Regions from separate parts of the Sus scrofa genome. Here region 2 is linked to region 1. The links are chromatin contacts, called in public HiChIP or PLAC-seq maps. All regions are on one chromosome and are shown on one strand. Each heading gives the region's core, a stretch centred on a gene start, on an enhancer-like site or on the middle of the called end of the contact. The rest is flanking DNA. Distances are from core to core; before and after follow the strand shown. Region 1 overlaps CDON (cell adhesion molecule-related/down-regulated by oncogenes). Region 2 has its middle 52 kb from the start of CDON.

Region 1 (3,739 bases), core at 703-3,202:
GCTGTGTGCCAGGTGTGGTGCTTGGTGCTTGTTACCGCTATCTCAAATCCTGTTGTTAAGTCAAATCTACAAAGTAGGTGATAAAGTCCCCAGGCCACCCACCTGGGCCACAGAGCCCCAGTTTGAACTCCCCTGGAGCTGTGATCTGATTTCCTTCCATTTTTCCACACTGCTTTCCGAAAGCACTGTAGTTTGCTCTTTTAATGGGACCTGTCCAGTTCTGGAAGCCCTGATCCACCTGGCCAACAGATTCCTTGGATGCTCCAGCTCCACAACTAGAGAAGCTGTCTCTGTCCTCCATGGGCCCCTGGCCTTCCCGGAGCCCTCATTTCTCCCCATAACGTCCCTCCCCACCAACCCTGTCTGGGGAATTTGACTTTCTGCTTAATGATCCTGGAATGAGTCAGGCCTTCTCTTAGAATTCCCTTCGAGTCTTTGTTTCAGCACGAAACTTCCCCACTCCTATCTCATTTCATCATTTTACTGCCTTTTTTTGCCCTTCTTTCGGTTATGCACTCATCGTCTGCTGATAGGTGCTGTACAGGGTGTAAGTGAAATGGCAATGTTTTAAACCTTTTGAAGTGGTCTTTAAGAAAAAGGCATGTCTTTCTGGGTTTTGTTTGTATTGAATGGGTCTGCAAAGACTGATACATCCTTGTTAAGCTGATCATGAGGCAAGTCTCATTCCAGCTACGGTACTGCCAAGAAGTTCACTTTATGACTGAATTTCACCTGTGTTGCTCTCTTTTAAAGCAATGACTTATTTCAAGATGCATGTTTTTGTATCATATTGGAAAGTATGTTTTATTTTCCTTAAAGTTGTAATATTATGTTTGAAATTGTATATATTTTAAATGATGTAGCTTTGACAGGTTTTATTTGGTTGATATGATTTTCTATTAAAAGAGAATGCTGCTTTCATGAAGAGTAGCTTGTGAAGCTGGGGGTCCCCATGTAACCCCCTGTTTGTGTAAAGCTGCTTACAGCTTGTGGTTGGGATGGGCAAGCATCTTACTCTGAAGTGTCTTGGACCCCTGCAAATCGCCTGTTCCCATCCAGGAGCCAAGTTAATCCCTTCTGTTGTGACTTCATCAGGCTCCAAAGGAAAAGGATCCAGGGCAAGCGTTTTATGGGGAGGCTGGGAAAATACCTGCCCGAAGGAGCTGTGTTGAAGCAGGGAGACTCCCTTCTCTGGAAGGAAGCAGGGGTTGGGGGGGAGGGCAGAGAAGCATGAGGAGAATGGGGAAGAGTGGTTCCTTCTCAGAACTGTCTGTTTTTGCTGTTAACCTAGAGCCATGTTCCATATGAACCCCAGGGTAGAAACTAAGTCTCCTCAAGAAGCAGCTCTGGAAGTTCCCGTAGTGGCTAGGTGGGTTAAGAACCCAACACTGTCTCCATGAGAATGCAGGTTCGATCCCTGGCCTTGCTTAGTGGGTTAAGGCTCTGGCAGATGTGGCTCAGATCCGGCGTTGACGTTGCCATGGCTGTGGTAATAGGCCTGCAGTCGCAGCTCTGGTTCAACCCCTAGTCTGGGAACTTCCATATGCCGCAGGTGCGAACTAAAAAGAAAAAAAGGAGAAGTAGCTTTGCTTTACTGCCCTAAAAAAAAAGGAGTCTGGGCTGCTTTGACCAGGGACTTTTGCATAGGGTGGGGCCTTGTTAAGCTGTGTTCCCTAGATATAAATAAGTCTTCCTGGAACCTCAGCCCTGATCCTGAGAGCTCTGAGGGAACTTGAAACCCCTCTTCTAATAAAGTCTGACTCTGTGAGAACCTGAGAAGAACTTAGTTTCAGTCAGTTTCCCGTCTCCTCTGAGGCGCCACTTTCCTGATTCCTGGCAGGATCATCCTTGGCGCCCTCGCTGTTTCTTCTCATCTGAGTCCCCCGCAGAGGCAGCTCTGCTGACTCTTCAAGGCCCTCAAACAAGCCTGCGTTTGTGTTTCACCCAGATGTCAGACACACACGCTTGGAGCCAGTGAGTCATGCTGGCAGCTGACAGAGTGTGACTTTGGCCAGCCCTGGTCCCCTGTCAGCCAGCTCCCCAGGCCTGGTGGCAGGAACCCCTGTCCTGCCTTGTTGGCACAGACCCCAGAGTCTAGCGGCTGTGAGTCCCTTTGACCACAGCAGCCTCAGTGCTGTTCCTACAGGAAAGGTAAAGGGAGACAGAGGCTCTGGGATTGGCACCTGGCTGCTGCCAGCCCTGATTAAGCTGGTCTTACATCTGAAGCTTGTGTTCTTTGGGAGGGAATTTGGGATTCAGAAAGAACTGGAAGAGCACGTCTCTTGCTGCGTTGACTGAAGGGCACACATGCGTGCCTATCTCCCATCTCCTGGCTTTCTCCCCTTAGGGAAACCTGGGACCCAGCTGAAGCCTGATCAGCCTCTCCGTGTGGGAGCTGCAGTTGGAATAACACCACTGGTGAGAGCAGTGTGCATGATTTATTGAGGAACTGCTCAGGTCACAGACTGTCTAGAAGCAGCCAGCTTGCTCCCATGGCACTGTTTCTGGCACCATGATTCTCACTTGCCCTTGGACAGCCGGTCTTTTCCCCAGTTGTATGCCTTCCTTGTCCTTCCACCTCTGTCTTCCCCAAGCAAGGTCAGGACTTGTAACCCAGTCATTTAGAGGCCCTGTGGCTGAGCCTTGTGCTGGTTGTAAAAGCTGGATATTCAGTGGGAAGGGGTAGTTGGGGTTCTTAGCTAGCTTGGTTTTCAGACTAAGTGTGACAAAGGGGATGTCCCTTCCCCCCTTGTCTTCCCTAAGCGTGTTTGCACCTTCCCCTTGGGGATTCATGGCGTTGTAGTCACTGTGATGGTGACATTTACAGGAGCCTCTGTGGACTCTTGTGCAGGATCTGAATCTGGGGTGATGGGTGGTGGTTCAATGCCTACAAAGAACAAACACAGGCAAAGGAGAGAGAGAGGACTGGGAGGGGGGGTGTCCCAGATTGTTCCCAGAGAACAAGAGGGGTGGCATCATGCATGAAACTCAGGAGTGTTCTCCTTTTGCAGGAATAACCTTTGGGATAAAATCAGGCTTACCTGTCGTTGCCTCAGGGCTATTCCCCGAACCCCGATATTGACGACTTTGCTCCCTGAGGGTGAAGTGGGGGAGTAAAGTTAATGACAACTGCACCTTCCCAGGCTTCTCTTCCATGTAGAAGAAAATCCTGACCCTGAGAATGACTTGGGTTACCATACTTACATGGGAACTAGCAACCGACCAAGGCCTGTAGGAAGAAAAGGAAGAGGTGCATTTCTTGAGCAATGAGCTAGGTCCCAGAAGAATAACCCTCCCCTCCCCGAGACTCAGGAAAACCCAAAAGGGGGTGGCCCTGGATACCTGAGGTTGGGGATTCGAGCCCTGAGGGACATCTGGGGAGAGGCCACAATTAAGAGACAATTCCTGTAGTTATGTTGTAGGCCACAGGGGAAGTCCAAGGTCACAATTAAAGAAGAGCCTAGGAGCTCCCTCTGTGGCACAAAGGGATTGGTGGCGTCTTGGGAGCACTGGGACATGGGTTCCATCCCTGGCCCCGCACAGTGGGTTAAGGATCCAGTGTTGTTGCAGCTTCAGCTTAGGCTGAGATTGCAGCACTGATCTGATCCCTGGCCTGGGAGCTCCATAGGCTGTGGGGCAGCCAAGAAAGAAAGGATTAAAAAAAAAAAAAAAAAAAAAAAAAGGAAGCACCTAGATTCCTTGCCCAGGGGAGTCTACATCTGTCCTTGGAATAGGTCTG
Region 2 (3,739 bases), core at 645-3,144, 150 kb before region 1:
AGGGAAACTTTAAATCCTAATACCTCCGGAGTTCCCATTGTGGCTCGGCAGGTTAAAAACCTGACTAATGTCCATGAGGACGTGGAGGACGTGGGTTCAATCCCCGGCCTTGCTCAGTGGGTTAAAGGATCTGGCATTGCCTCGAGCTGCAGTGTAGGTTGCACACATGGCTTAGATCTGGCGTTGCTGTGGCTGTGGTGTAGGCTGGCAGCTGCAGCTCCTAATCAACCTCTAGCCTAGGAACTTCCATAAGCTGCAAATGTGGCCCTATAAAGAAAAGAAGATGCTAATGCCTCAATTTTGTAGGTTATTTTCACACATATCATCTTATTTCAACTCAGTTATTTATTTATTTTTTCATACAATAAAGGGAAATAGAGCTGGGATGGAAAACCTTACCATGGTCATCCATTGCTGTGGATGGCAGCAGAGCTAGTGCTAGAGACAATACATGGCATTCAATTCATCTTTACAGCAACCACCTAAGGCGACAATTTTATTTTGTTTTATTTTAGTTTGTTGGCCTTGCCTGCGGCATGTGAAAGTTCCAAGGCCAGGGATCAAACCCATACCACAGCAATAACCTAAACCATAGCCGTGACAACGCTGGATTCTATAACTTCACGGTCACCAGGGAACTCCTAAGTGACAATTGTAGACACAGAACAATTTGGGTAACTTGCACCCTGGCCCATAGCTAATAACAAAAAGGCCTGGTGCTGCTCTGCCCCCACCATGCCTGGTCTCCACTGTGGGCCCCTCCCCATGTTCTGCCCTGAGCTTTGGTTTAAACACCACTACCTACCCGCCTCCCTCTCAGCTGTCTTGATTTTCTTAGGTATTAAACATATCTTCCTGTTGTTCACCTCCAGTTCCTTTGGCCTAAGATGACTTTGCTTTGACTGTTCCCCAGTTGGAGCTCAAGCGCTAGGTAACTGCCATTCCCATCTGACTTACTGATAAGGAGGTGGCTGGCACTCAGCTGTGAGCTGGTTGTCACAGGAAGCCACCCTTCCCAAGGAAAAGACAAGACAGCTCCTAGGAAGGGAAGGCCACTGTGGCCACTGTGACCATGTGGTGGGAGCACTCTTCCTTCACCTTCCCTAGGCCTCATGGAGAAGGTCATTTACTATCTAATTGTCATTTCTTGAGGTTTTGCCATCTTGTGCTTGTCTCCTGACCACAAAGTGCCACAGTGAAAATGATCCAAATGACTGGCAGGAGAAAGGCCTTTTTTGAGGGAGGGGAAAGAGTTGCCTCTGGGAGACCCATTCTTTCTTTTTTCTTTTTCTTTTTCTTTTTTTTTTTTTTGCTTTTTAGGGCCGTACCCGTGGCATATGGAGGTTCCCAGTCTAGGGATCTAATCGGAGCTACAGCTGCAAGCCTGCACCACAGCCATAGCAACACAGGATCCATGCAGTGTCTTCGACCTACACCACAGCTCACGGCAACACCGGATCCTTAACCCACTGGGCGAGACCAGTGATCAAACCCACAACCTTATGGTTCCTAGTTGGATTCTTTTCCATGGTGCCTCAAGGGGAACTCCTGGGAGATGCATTCTTAAGCACTTGGGCAAGTCTTCTCTCCCCGGGCTTCCGCTGGCTGATCTCATTACTACATCATCCTGAAGGTCCCCTCACATTCCACTGGCCCTCAGGGTTGACTTCAGTGCTTCTTAGAAGAGACTCTGCCTCCAGACTGGGTCTCCAAGCATAAGGGTCCCAGATCGTCCTATTACCCTGGCGGAAGGTGGCAGTCTCAGCCACAACCCTGATGGTAGCCTCTCTGCTAAGACTGGGTCCCGATGGGGGCTCAGTGGACGGCAGGGAGCACAGGCGTGTGTAAGCCTGCAGAGTACGAGTGTTTATTTATTCTAGGAGCCGTTGCTAAGTCGGGGGTGTTTGCCAGCAGAGAGCTGCCTGAGTGCCGTGTTTGTTTACTTAGCAGAGTGCAGGGAAGGACAAGGCGAGAGGCAAGTGCAGCCTCCTAGAATTAGAGCTGGTCTTGGGGGCCCCTGCATGGTTCCAGGCCTTCTGGCTCTGGAGCGCCGCCTTCAGGGCCATGGGCTCTAGTGCGTCTGCCTTCCTCAAGGGCTGCCGTAGTCCTAACCTTCCATCTAAGCAGAAGAGAATTGCTTATCTCCCTCTTGCCTTCGTGCTCGGGGGTGGCAGCAGGGCCCTAAGAGACGGTGGAGGAGAACCAGAGGGACAGGGTATAATGACAGAACGACTGGTTCTACGCCAGGCTCTGCTGACCATAATCCTTGGCCTTTGGCAAGTCACCTCACTGGGCCTCACCTTGTCCCTCATCTATCGAAGGAGGGTGACTCCAGGGTTTCCTGGCAGCTCATGTCATTTCTTTCAAGACTTGGAGACACACACCAGCTGCTTCCCATTCGATGGGACCTGTAAGAGGATCCCGCTCCTCTGGTCTCCTCGCACTCCCATCCCTGTCCGTGAGCACCCCCACCTGTTAGTTCAGATTGGCCTCTGCCACAGGCAACACGTTTCCCCAAAGACTGAGACCCATGGTCAGCACCTTGCCCCCTTCTGTCTTCCAGGTTATATATTGGTCATATGTTCTCTGACTTGGGGGGCGCGGGGACAAACCACGAGAGACACTCCTGACTCCCTGTTATCTATCAGCCTCAGGCCAGGCGGCCCGTTTCCCCAAAGCCAGAGCTGGCTGGAGTTCAGGGCTGGTACTTCCCGGCTGGGTGGCCCCAGGGACTCCCCAGAGGCATCTCCCTCCCTCCCGCCGCCCTGAGGACCTAGCAGTGCGTCTGCAAGTCTCTGAGGGAGCATGGCCCCCCAAACGCAGGCTGGCTGGCAGCCAGGGTTGGTGTTCTGGCTCCTGCACCAGCCAGAGGGGTGGCAGGAAGGCCCTGTTAATCCCCTGGGAGAAAGCTCGTTGGCAAACAGAGCAGAGTGAGTGTCTGCCCTCTGCACCCCCTCCCCGGGGGGGGGCATGGACTCCACACACGCCAGAGTCTTTTGGGCTGGGCTTCATGCCTCAGTGTTCTGCTCACAGCCCCAGGGGGACGTGGGCTGGGATACCAACTGGGCCTGTCGGGTAGGAAAGGAAGACTGAGCTCTTCCTTTTCAGGTTAAGGCTCTTGTGTAATCTACAGCTTTTACCCCTGCTCCCCTCAAAAACCCAGAGGAATTATGAAGAAAAGAGTAGGTGGGCACGTGTCCCCGAGGCGCCAGCATCCTCTGGCTCCCATCAGTCTGTGGGCTTTCCTGACAACGTTTGGAGACGAGACCAGTATTGTTAGGCTAGGGGCTACTAATTCCTTCTCCTCCTCCTCCTCCCCCCTCACCCCACCATCCACCTCTGCCCCAACACACACAGAGTCAGCCCTCTGCCACTGAGACTGCTTCTCCGGCTGGTGCCATATAGAAACAGATGAAGAACTGGAAAAATCGCCCCAGGGCCAAAGAGAATCCATGTGGAAAATGCAGAGGGGTGGGGGGAGAGTGAAACCAGACACTGAGGAGGCAGCCAGCTGGGGAGGTGGTGCTCGGGCCAGCAGACCTCCTGCCGTCCTCCCTTGGAACCAGGGGCTGGGTGGGGGGCCCAGGCTCAGGCCCAGCCTTGGTCTGTTCTTCTCCCTGCTTGCTCAGCTGGCATACCACCTGTGAGGGGCGGCTGGGTCCCTGCTCCTCTAGGGCCCTGGTCTCAGATCTGGGAAACAGGTTTCCTCACTGCAAGCCAACCGCTCCCCTTGCTTGGC

The links. HiChIP or PLAC-seq counts read pairs in DNA pulled down with a chosen protein or histone mark.
Region 2: an H3K27ac HiChIP or PLAC-seq map of skeletal muscle shows a contact between it and region 1. The contact joins two enhancer-like sites. A contact is called at or near these places in 2 of 47 Hi-C or Micro-C datasets (both in skeletal muscle) and 1 of 2 datasets of contacts at active chromatin or transcription factors (skeletal muscle).

Annotation. Positions count from the first base shown.
Region 1 is chr9:53,076,729-53,080,467 of Sscrofa11.1, reverse strand. It overlaps CDON (cell adhesion molecule-related/down-regulated by oncogenes), which reads left to right. Exons shown (of 20, transcript XM_021063103.1): 20 at 1-925. Among named protein-coding and RNA genes, the nearest start is that of DDX25, 49 kb to the right of the region's middle. Within about 2 kb of position 1,952, at least 32 of the 83 cell types and tissues checked have an H3K27ac peak or open chromatin away from gene starts, as enhancers often do. A contact at or near this core is called in skeletal muscle, where this site is marked.
Region 2 is chr9:53,228,951-53,232,689 of Sscrofa11.1, reverse strand. No RefSeq gene overlaps it. Among named protein-coding and RNA genes, the nearest start is that of CDON, 52 kb to the right of the region's middle. Within about 2 kb of position 1,894, at least 25 of the 83 cell types and tissues checked have an H3K27ac peak or open chromatin away from gene starts, as enhancers often do. A contact at or near this core is called in skeletal muscle, where this site is marked.